Regions from separate parts of the Zea mays genome. Here region 2 is linked to region 1. The links are chromatin contacts, called in public Hi-C maps. All regions are on one chromosome and are shown on one strand. The core of a region is the stretch at or near the end of the contact, and the rest is flanking DNA. Distances in the headings are between cores, read along the strand shown. Region 1 holds the start of LOC100285378. Region 2 holds the start of LOC103626439 (pentatricopeptide repeat-containing protein CRP1, chloroplastic-like).

What was found. Hi-C and Micro-C count contacts between places; a contact is called where the count stands out from the background.
Region 2: a Hi-C map of bundle sheath shows a contact between it and region 1, with 3 times the contacts expected there. The contact joins the promoter of LOC103626439 here to the promoter of LOC100285378 in region 1. A contact is called at or near these places in 5 of 25 Hi-C or Micro-C datasets (bundle sheath, ear and leaf).

The regions. Positions count from the first base shown.
Region 1 is chr5:61,270,822-61,276,186 of Zm-B73-REFERENCE-NAM-5.0, reverse strand. LOC100285378 reads left to right here and starts at 1,691. Exons shown (of 4, transcript NM_001158271.1): 1 at 1,691-2,058; 2 at 2,150-2,234; 3 at 2,432-2,547; 4 at 2,638-3,100. The coding sequence starts at 1,729. The coding sequence ends at 2,862. LOC103626434 (late embryogenesis abundant protein) reads left to right here. Exons shown (of 1, transcript XM_008646842.3): 1 at 1-1,057. The coding sequence starts at 21. The coding sequence ends at 731.
Region 2 is chr5:61,443,218-61,448,869 of Zm-B73-REFERENCE-NAM-5.0, reverse strand. It overlaps LOC103626439 (pentatricopeptide repeat-containing protein CRP1, chloroplastic-like), which reads right to left and starts at 2,585. Exons shown (of 7, transcript XM_008646845.3): 1 at 1,341-2,585; 2 at 441-593; 3 at 264-335; 4 at 1-30. The coding sequence starts at 2,558.

The DNA.
Region 1 (5,365 bases), core at 442-2,941:
CGGCGCCGGAGCGAGCAGCAATGGACGGGAGCGCAGAGCCAGCCCACGGCGCCCCTCATGCCGCTGCCTCTCCGACAGGCGGCGAGGTGGCGCAGCACGGCCACGGGTACAAGAGGCGGCACGGCGTGCAGCGGATCCGGCAGGAGGAGCGGAGCTGGAGCTCCGGCCTGGTGTGGCTTCTGGTGATCCTGTGCACGGTGCTGACCATCGGCGTGATCGTGACGGGCGCCACCGTGTTCGCCGTGTACCTGCTGTACAAGCCCACGACGCCGTACCTGCTGGTCTCGTCCGCGCGGCTGGAGACGCTGGCGTACGACCAGTCGGGCACCATCCGCGACCTGCAGCTGGCGCTGACGGTGCTGGCGGAGAACTCCAACTCGCGCACCGACGCCACCTTCTCCCGCGTCAACCTCGCCGTGGGCTTCCGCGGCGCCGAGGTGGCGCTGCTCCGCGCGGGCACCTTCGCTGTGCCGCGCCGCAGCTCCTTCCCGCTCCGCTACCAGGTCGTGTCGGCGGGGCGCCAGCTCAGCCCCGAGGGGATGGAGTACATGGCCGGCGCGCTCCGGGCGGGCGTCGTCCCGCTCGACCTCTTCGGCAAGGCGCGCACCACCTGGAAGGTCGGCATCTTCGCCTCGCTCCAGTTCTGGACGCGCATCTCCTGCCGCTTCCTCTTCTTCTACCCCGGCAATGGCACCGCCATGCCCATCGACTGCCGCTCCAGGTCGCCGTAGCGTCCTCCTGGCAGCCAGGCAGGCGTCACCCATTGTTCACCTGCTCTGTCTCTGCCTGCAGTCTCCTCTGCAGCTACGCGTTTGTTCTGTCATTCATTTGTTCATTCCCTCAGGCTCAGCAACACAATTTGACACATGCGCCATTCTTGTACAGACCAAAAATAATAATAATACTGGTACGGTACAGTGCATAGATCGACAGATACTCCTACTGTGCAGGAACACTAACAACAACAACAATTGTTGAATTAGTTCACTTCGGTGCCATCGACTTGTGAATTGTGATGAAAGAAGATGTATAACAAATTTCTTGAGCATTGCTGATTTATCAAATCCCGACTTCCCGAGAGGATCATGTTTTCTTGACGCGGGGAAATTAGCTTGGGCTTCACGTAGTTGGCGTGGGGCCGGCCTTTTATGGACAACATATCGAATGCCATGGGCCGATCCATAAAGCCCAATATTGACAACCCAGCAACTCGAGCGAGTGGACTCCTGAATCCTGAACGGTCAACCAACCAACCAACCAATCGGAAACACTCACACAGACACGACACGAGCGGACGACGGGACGAGCCGTCGTGTTCCGGCGCGGGTGTGTGGCGGCAGGAATTCGCGGGAGGAATGGCTGGCCGGCGGGAGCCCAGATCACCCTCAATCATGCTTCGACCAGGCCAAAGAAGACGGAATTATCTCCGTCGCCATCCACCACTCACAACCGGACCGGGGGCTGATGAGATGAACGGGAACGGGTGCCCCTCGCCTCCGCCGACGTGGACTCGCTGCCTGCCCCGCAAGGCCGCGACGAACGAGGACGACGACGAGACCCGTCGCCGTCGGTGTTCGCGCCCGACCGCACGGTGCACCGAACGTGGCGCTCCACTTGTCGCGCTCTCCGGACTCCGTCGCCGGGCGGGCGCCGCCTACTTAACCGCCCCGGCCGCGAGCGGGGTCGGGAGAAGACGGTTCGAGTCCGTTCTAGAATCTAGACACGGCAATGAAGCCCAGGCCTCTCGGTTGCGGTTGCGGTTGCGTCCCGGCGGCGGTAGGGTGCGTCGGCTGGGCATGGAGGCCGACTCCGAGGCCGCGCGGGGGAGGGAGGGCAGCAGGGGTGTCGCCCAAGTGCTCGCACTCGGCGGCGGCGGCGGGAGCGGTACAGTCGGAGGACCGCCGCCGCGAGGTGCTGTACCGCCCGGTGGAGCTGCCCGGGACGGGGTACGGGTCTGAGCTGGAGGCGCGGATCGAGAAGGTCATCTACGCCTGCCGCTTCATGACCTTCTTCGGCATTTGTGGCTTGCTCCTCGGCTCTGTCCCATGCTTCCTCAAGGTGCTCGCTCGCTTCATTGACTGATTCGCGGATCATTCCGGCTCCCCCCCACTCCCCACTAATTTGTGAACTGGAGCTTTGGATCCTGCAGGGATGCGTTTTCGTGATGGATGCCTTCGTCGAGTACTACCGGCACGGCGCAGGGAAGGTCATCCTCCTGCTGGTGGAAGCCATTGGTAACCAAATCCGCTCACCTGACGCTTGTTCCATTCCTCAAATAATCACTGTCATGCCGCTGCTAACCGCTGTAATCTTTAAATCTATGCCACGATGTACAATTGACTGCGATATCATCTCTGCATGCTCAAACCTGTCTTAACAATGGCAATGCGCCTGATGGCTTTCTGCTGTGCATGGCCTGTTTCACCTCCAGAGATGTTTCTCATTGCAACGGTCACGTTTGTCTTGGGGACGGGCTTGTACGAGCTCTTCATCAGTAACATGGACTCCTTTTACGGGTCCAACCTCTTCGGCCTGTTCAGCCTTCCGGTTGGTTCACATGCACATCCCAATCAGTCAGTGATACTCCTGAGGCAGCAAAGGATCGCGGTTTCTTGACATCTCTGACTCTGTCTGCAGGAACGGCCCAAGTGGGTTGAAATCAAGTCGGTGAATGATCTCAAGACAAAGCTGGGCCATGTCATTGTCATGGTTCTGCTGGTTGGCATCTTCGAGAAGAGCAAGAGGGTGACCATCACATCCTGTGCTGACCTCTTGTGCTTTGCTGGATCGATTTTCCTGTCTTCAGTTTGCCTCTACCTGCTTTCCAAGCTCCATACCACCAAGGGAGGCAGCCAGGCCTGAGATGAGAGTGTTTGTATGTAAGTGATATGTCTGTTCTGTTGCTGTGCAACGCCTGCCTCCGGTTCTGTTCGTGTAGTAAATAATTAGGCAGTGGGGAGGTACCGATTTCCCATGTACTCATGTTCATGTATGGCTAGGGAGTTTCAGTTAGGCACAACCACACTACATTGAGTATCATCCTGTATGTGTAGCTCGATGTAATGCAATCAATAACTGATATTCTCTTTGAGTAAGCTTATTTTCAGTTTTGTTTTAAGTATGGGTGTTTTTGAAGAGACCTTCACTACATAAAGGAAAAAAAGACTGGTTGATTGGAAAGAACTGCACATATTGATGTCTTCTGATCTGTTTTATGAACATATTTGAAGCAAACAACCATATATTTCCCTTTTTCTCATCCCCATATTTGGTGATATGGAGATGTCCATACAACACCCCTCTTTGGTAGGCTGTTATTGTTATTTGAGCATGTGCGCCAGTTAAACCTTGTCAATATGGCAGCCATATGGATACTACATTTGATGAATGGAGGTTCCTTGTCTGATGTATCACATGAGGTTTATTTCTTGTGCTACAGCTATTTTGTGAATGAACTGAAACACATAATCTTAGTGCATATGTAACCATTGTCATGTATTAATGATAAATTTGTGACTTGATGTATTGAAGACAACATTATGATGCATTTCTGCACTGATGTTCTTACAGTAAATAAGATCAAGGAACCTATATTGTGTACCATGTAATATCATTTTTAACAGTTTGATGAGGAAGTACTACTACTATTACAATTGATGCTTCAGTTCTACGACTTCTTTCAAACCAAGCGTCCGCACATATCTTGAGGTATGTTTCTGATCTTAAGTGCTTATTTACAACTTCTCTCACCATTCAATATTTTGATATTTTCTAGTTGGATGCACCAATGCATTCTTGAATACCACGTGGCACCTTTGTCTAACATGGCTTCGTATTTAGCATCTGCCTTTCCCTCAAAAAGGAAAATCATTAAGCAACAAAAATGCTGTGGCAGAATGATGAAAACTTCATGCTTTATGACCTTTGGTCAAGTTTACAACTCTTTTTTTTTCTTGGGGTTATTGAATGAACGACATGAATAAATGCAGGTACGTTGTATAGTGCTTGGGCCACGAAGGATGATGGAACCTCAAATAAATTATAATGATGAGTTCTAACCAACCAATGGGAGGCAATGTTCCAAAACAAAAAAAGACCTTGAAGTGCCCTTTCCAAATCAAAATCAAAGTTCCAGGAATCCTTGAAAAAAATGTTCTCCCACAGGGACGGGACAGTTTTTGGTGGCGCAGTTCCCTGCATATATTTGTTTGCTTTTTTTTTCTTTTCTTTTTTGCTTTGAACATTAGCTGCTACATACTCTTTTTCCATATGCAGTGAGGAGCAACAAAACTAGAAGCCCCAACTTGCTTTGGGTTCCTCCGCCCATTGTCTTGTCCTGGTAAGCTCTGTTAGGTCATGGCCTCGCGAATTTTATTGGAGCATGAAAGGTACTGCATTTAGATATTTCAAGTTTCAAACTTGCATTCTTAATCTGTCTTCAACGATACATTTAGTCCTTATCCTTATCAACTTTGTGCTGCTAATTTGTGGCGGTGACATTTGCTAATCTTAGTACAATTTTATTGGCGGGTTCGAAGGGGCCTCCTCGCATTTACGGGAAAAAAAAAGTTTATCTCATTTGGAAGCCTCCGGCACTGGATCTGCCCTTTGGTACAAGTTTATCGGCATGAAAGTGTTACACCTGTATATTTCCATCTGCAGCTTGCATAGGTGATAGGTGTATGCTTCTTTTGCATACTTAAACGAAACTTCCATGACATATTTAGCTCTACGCTCTTGCAAGTTGGTGCAGCCAAAATGAACCATGGGGTGTTACTGCTAATTTTTAATACAAGTGGTTCAGCTAGTGTGGCGAGCATATGTTTCAGTAGAATAACTGAATACCATGATTAGCAGATTATCCAAACTGTGTCCTCAGTCCTTGGTAACCGTTCTTTGGTAACTTTTTTAGAACTGCTAGTTTGGTTGATTGATTGATGTTGGCACACAAAACTGTAAAAGAATTTACACCAAAACTGACCTCTGTCAGGATGTGAGTCGGTTCACCCATACTAGAGGCATATTCCAGTGGTATTTGTTCTATATATTACAAAAATCACTGTATGCAGAGGACAGTCGAGGGTTAGATATGTTTTTAGAGCTCGTTTGCTAGAGCTCCACTCCATGATTCTCTAGCTTCGAGAACTGATTCTCTAATAGAGTGATTCCGAGTGATTCTGTACGGGAAGTGAATCTATTTGGCGAAAACCGTTTGACAAATAGGCTGTGAACTGATTCCTGAGGGCTTAGAGAGTGGAGAGCAGGTTGAAAGTGGTGGGAAGCAGGTTTTTTGGCTCTTACTTTGTAGTACAAAATAGAGACTAGATTCACCCGACTCCCACCATAGAGCAGTTTAGATTTTTAT
Region 2 (5,652 bases), core at 1,336-3,835, 170 kb before region 1:
ACGTTCCATTTCTCTGTATACTTCAGATACCTACTCGAGCCAAGAGCAGAATTATTTCAATGCTTTTAGATTAATCAGGTACATACAATAAAATCAGTTACTTTTATATTCGACCATCCTAATAAAAAACAACTAAAATTTGAAACCTATATTCATGAGCTGAAAACAAGACCTTCCATAATCATAACCAACAGTTAATATTCTGTGCATGTTACCATGCGTGGCTATTCTAATTTAACAAAAGAGGAGATAAAATGGCAGACCTTTTCAAATTTCTTTGCTCTCATGAATGTCTTCATAAGTGTAGTGTATGTCACAACATCTGGGCTCATACCCTATAAGAAAAAAGAACAGTTAATCATAGGAGTGCAAAGAAAGCAAAACTTCAAAACAAGATTTTTAAAAACAATTTTCATCTCGTTTCTAGATGTGGTACATACACTATCCTTGATATGCTGAAATACAGCTAGTGCCTCCAAATGCCTTCCAGCAGTGCCAAAAGCATTGATTAACGAATTCAGCATAACAAGGTTTGGCTCAAATCCTTCTTCCTCCATCAACTGAAGTACATTTACAGTTTGTTCACACAGTCCCTGAAAGAGAAAGGGAACACCTTGACTCCTTGAGTGAGCAGTCAACATGATTCGCATGGATTGAAACATGTGCATAAGGACAGGCAGATATCGACATTCTACTGACAAACTAACCCTCTCCCCTAAGGAAAAGGCAAATACAGAAAAATAGTTGGAGGTTGTATGGCATTGACCTGCTGCATTGGGGCAAGCTTATTAATTGTACTAAACAAAAACCTGAATGCTGTTTCTCAAATGCACTATATCGTAAAAAAATCCTGGTCCAAGTACAGTACTGAAACAGATGAGAAAAAGTACATCAGCTCAGTCGCAGTGTCATATAACTTCTGTCTAGATACATGCAGCACTGCTTGTCATCAACTTCGACAAGATTTATTAACATCAGGTGTTATACTGAGTACTGATCAGATAAACAGAGATGTCCGCGACCCAGCTAAATTATTTACGATGTCGATGGATCCAGTGTCCAGAACATCATGTTTGCAAACCTACAAGATGTCTATCTTATATTCTAAAAAGAACAGAAGAAAAATATTTCCAAAGCCAGAAATGGTTTAACTTATTCTCTCAAATAACAAACTGTGAATCCTTATCCAGAGTTTACAGCATTAGTGCAACATGCTTACATACAACATTAGGATGTAATCAAAGGCATTTGCAACTATATTCAGTTTAAAATATGGTGGGGGAAAACTATCATGACACGAGGCAAAATTGATTTAACCCAAGTTTAGCCGTTAGACTGACCTGTTGAGCATAAGCGTTTGCAATGACACAAAATACACGAGGCAAAAGCTGTGTATTCTCAGCTCTAAGAGCAGCTATACAGTCCTGTGCATCACGAAAATGGCCATACTGCCCGTAAATGTCAACCAATATTGCGTACACTGCGCCACTCTCCTTGAAACCTCGATTGTTCATGCCATCAAACAACTTCTTAATCTCATCCCACTTCCCTTGTTCCCCCAACCGGCTGATGATCATAACAAATATCTTTGGGTCCGGGTACATCCCTTCCTCCTGCATGGATGTGAAGAACCGCAGAGCGCGTTTCATGTTCCCAACCCGACAATGCCATTGAATCAAAGCATTCCAAGTCGATATGTCTGGCCTGACGCCTTCGGCGCGCATTTTATCAAACATCCTGCGTGCGTCCGCTAGCTGTCCATACTTGCCGAACGTATCGATCAGGCCGCTGTAGATCTTAACATCCAGTTCCACCCCAACCTCCTGCATCTCCATGACGAGGTCGGTGGCCTTCTTCCACATGCCATTGTCCCGGTACAGCCGCACGAGCATGCTATACCCGGCGGTGTCGAGGCGAATGCCCCAGCGCCTCATCTCACCGAGCACCCACCACGAGTCCTCGAGCCGGCCGGCGCGCGCGTACGCGCCTAGCAAGAGCGTGTAGGTGCGCCGGTTCCTCGCGACGCCGTCGTCGGCCATCTGGAGGAGGAGGAGGTCGGCGAGGCGGAGGTGCGCGGCGGCGAGCAGGCCCTCAAGGAGCGCGTTGTAGTGCGCGGCTTCCGGGCGCGGGCCGAGGCGGCGCATCTCGAGGAGGAGCGCCTCGGCCTCCAGCGCGCGCCCTGCGCGGGACAGCGCGCGGATGAGGCGCGCGTACGCGCTGCCGCTAGGGCGCCCCCCGGACGCTTGCATGTCGGCGAGAAGTCCTAGGGAGCGCGCCAGGTCGGACCCCGCGTGGGACTGGATGGCGCGGTCGTACCACTCCCAGGGCCGTTCCTGGTGGTGGTCTGCCGCGGCGGCGGGGCAGCAGCAGCAGACCAAGGCGCTGGCGACGCGGGGCCGGTGCCGGCTGGGAGTTGGAGGCGCAAGGAGCGGGAGCTGCAGTGGCCGTGGCAGATGGCAGTGGACGAGAGAGCAGGCGTCCATGGAGATGGAGCTCGCGGTGGTTGACTGGCCGTGGCTAGCGAGAGCTTGGATAAGTTTTGGTGATGTAAAGAACATTCTCGTCGAAATGGGAACATACTTTCAAGTTCAGGTGTTGCTTTTTTTTTTAAGGTAAAAACATTCTCGTTGAGGACTTGTTCGGTTTGGAGGAGTTTAAGAAGGATTGGAGGAGATTTTTCTCCTCCTATTTAAATTTGTACAGAAGGGGCATCCCTCTCAATCCGCCTTAGCCAAACAAGCCCTGAAATATAAACATACTTTCAAGATCAGGTATTGATCTGATTTTTTTAAGGCCAAATGATATGGATTTGTTGTATTGGGCTACCTCTGATTAATGGCATTTGTCTACAGATGATTATCTAGTTTGTTTTTGTGATCCTGGATTCATTGGCTTGATGACGTGTCATCCTTAACTTGGCAAGCTGCAAGATATGTGAGGCCAGATACTAAAAAAGGAGACAACATGGATCGTACTAATTACGTGGAGGTAAAATGTATAGCATCAGAGGATCCAAGAGATAGGTTTGTGTTTTTCAATCTAAAACTAGGTATATGTCCGTGCGTTGCTACGGAATCAATATGATAAAATCCATATATATATAAAAACACTAATTGTTATTCTATATTCTTGCTAGCATCACTCATATTGGATGTTTACATACTTAAAAGATATAACAAAGTGTCTGTTCATTGCTATAGAGATGAGTGTGAATGTGGTTTCAAGGAAACAGCCATACAATACAATACTAAAATAGAAAATGACAATTAAAAATCTACAACAAAACATAACATAAAGATAAATAATGTATGAAACACGCCATCATGGAATAACATCTTTACTCTTTGACTCTTTGTTGATAGTTCCAAGTGCAGAAGTAGAACCTACTGAAAAATTAAAACACGTAAATACAAGAAATATGTAAATAAGGTAATGTAAAGTAATTTTGAGAATAAGAAATAGGCACATGAAGCACAAGATTGTACGTACAATTCAACTTATCGTCTAGTTTCAAGCTAAAAGCGCAGATGTCATCTTATGTTTACACTTGCACAGAGGTGGGAGGAGTTGCAGTGCTGCATCTCACCTTACACACCAGAATGAGACATACTGGAAGAAATAATAACCACCGGGCAAGCAATTAATTAAGTAGAACACTGAGTCATCTACTTCATTCATTCGTTGTCCAAGAATAGGCTTCAAGAATTTGTTCCAGGATTATAACGGATGTTTTCACTAATTCATATGATCAATGGAACCAGTTGCTGTTAAGCCAGGGCTTATAGCAAATAGCAGAACCAATAGAATTAGCCAGCTTGAGGGAAGAATCAATGCAAAAAAAATATAGTCTAAGTATTTCCTGACAATATTCAGATGATTTTATCAGACCCAAATATGAGAAAAAAGAACTTCCAGATGACACTCCCATTGCGCCTACAAGTCACAATCTGCAATGCATGGATTTTGATACTATGATATGCACATAAGTAGATGAATACTACTACAAGTATTGACTTAAAATATCCAGATTTAGTAGATGAATTTGTTTTAGATGACACTTCCATTACACCTGCAAGAACTTGCAATTCATGGATTTTTATACTATGATCTGAACATAAGCAGATGAGCCAAAATATGTGTTTTCTGTGCTCGATTTACCAGTTTAATTGCCTCCAGTAGCATCTTCCTGAGCTAGGACATAAAATAGTTCACAGATTCTTTGTTTGATAGCTTCTCAATCTTGTATGTGAATCTACCAGCTACCATGCATACCAGGACTGGGTTTTGTGAAGGTTGAGAAAGTAGCCACATACACTTGATGTTGGGGCGATGCTACCTAGCACTTCAACGTTGGGCCATGTAAGTGCAATCAACCCCAAATGAGGGTTTTGGTGATTTAATGACAAAACAAATAAGGGTACTAACGGTTTTTGTTCCTAGTGTATGATTAGAAAAAACATGAACTTAAGGAAGCATCAAGGACTTCATGCAACGGACGTATAAAATTTTATGTAAATCTTGAGTTGCATGATGTAATTCTTTCTTATTCTTTTTCACACAGGTAATGGTGTTTGCTATAGCTCGAGTCCCCAAATTCAAAAGCTATTTTTGAAAGTCAAAAATCACTTTAACATTCTATGGTTGACTGTGGTTAGGTTTGAGAAACCTAGAGTGTTCTTGTTGAAAAACAACTGAACTTAACTTCAGCTGAGTTGAGCTTCTTCAGCTGTAGCTGAGCTTTTTCAGCTGAGCTGGACTTCAGCTGAGTTGAGCTTTCTCAACTCCAGCTGAACTTCAACTTCAGCTGTGGATCTCTTTGATCATACACCAGTTGAACTTGTCTCCGGGCAGTTGAGTTGGGGTTTTCTCTCCTAAACTCTCTGGTCTAGACCAGTTGAACTGGTCCTGAGGGGCAGTTCAACTGGTCTCTGACCCCTCTAACTTCTGACCTGCAGTCTGCCAGTCAGACTGGCAGTTAGGTCACCAGAGTTGTCAGGGGGCAGTTCAATCGGTCTTGTCAGCCTGACTAGTCTGCAGGTCAGTCTGCTAGTCAGTCTGGCAGTCAGACTTGTAGACAGTCTGCTGACCTGCCAGGGGGCGGTTCAACCGGTTTTCAGCGGGGTTCCAGGTCAAATGGCTAGTTTTTGAGCCGTGGCTATAAATAGAACCCTCCACCCCCTTCTTCAATGCTGTTGTACACTTACACATTTATTGCTCACCTAACTTGAGACAAAGCACTCATCTTCTCTTTCTCTCTCACACTTAAATCTTCCTCAAGATTCAACCTTGTTGGAGGAGCTCTTGGGTGTGAGGTTTGTGCTTGTGCGCACGATTTGGTTTTCCTCTCCCATCTCTTTTGAAATATTGAGCTTGTGCAAACACCTCTTGTGCGTTCTTGGTGTTCTTGAAACCTTAAGTTTCAAGACCGTTTGAGGTTGCTTGGGAGTCTCCAAATTTGTGGACGATCTCAAGAAGTTTGTATCACCCGCTCTTTGAGCTAAGATAAGAAGATATTGTATTGACCTTTGTGGTCGGCTTTTGGAGGATTAGGGTTGAAAAAGACCCGGCCCTTTGTGGGCTCCTCAATGGGGAGTAGGACACCTTTGTGGTGTGGCCGAACCTCAGGTTAGATCTTGTGTCTTATGTTCTTGC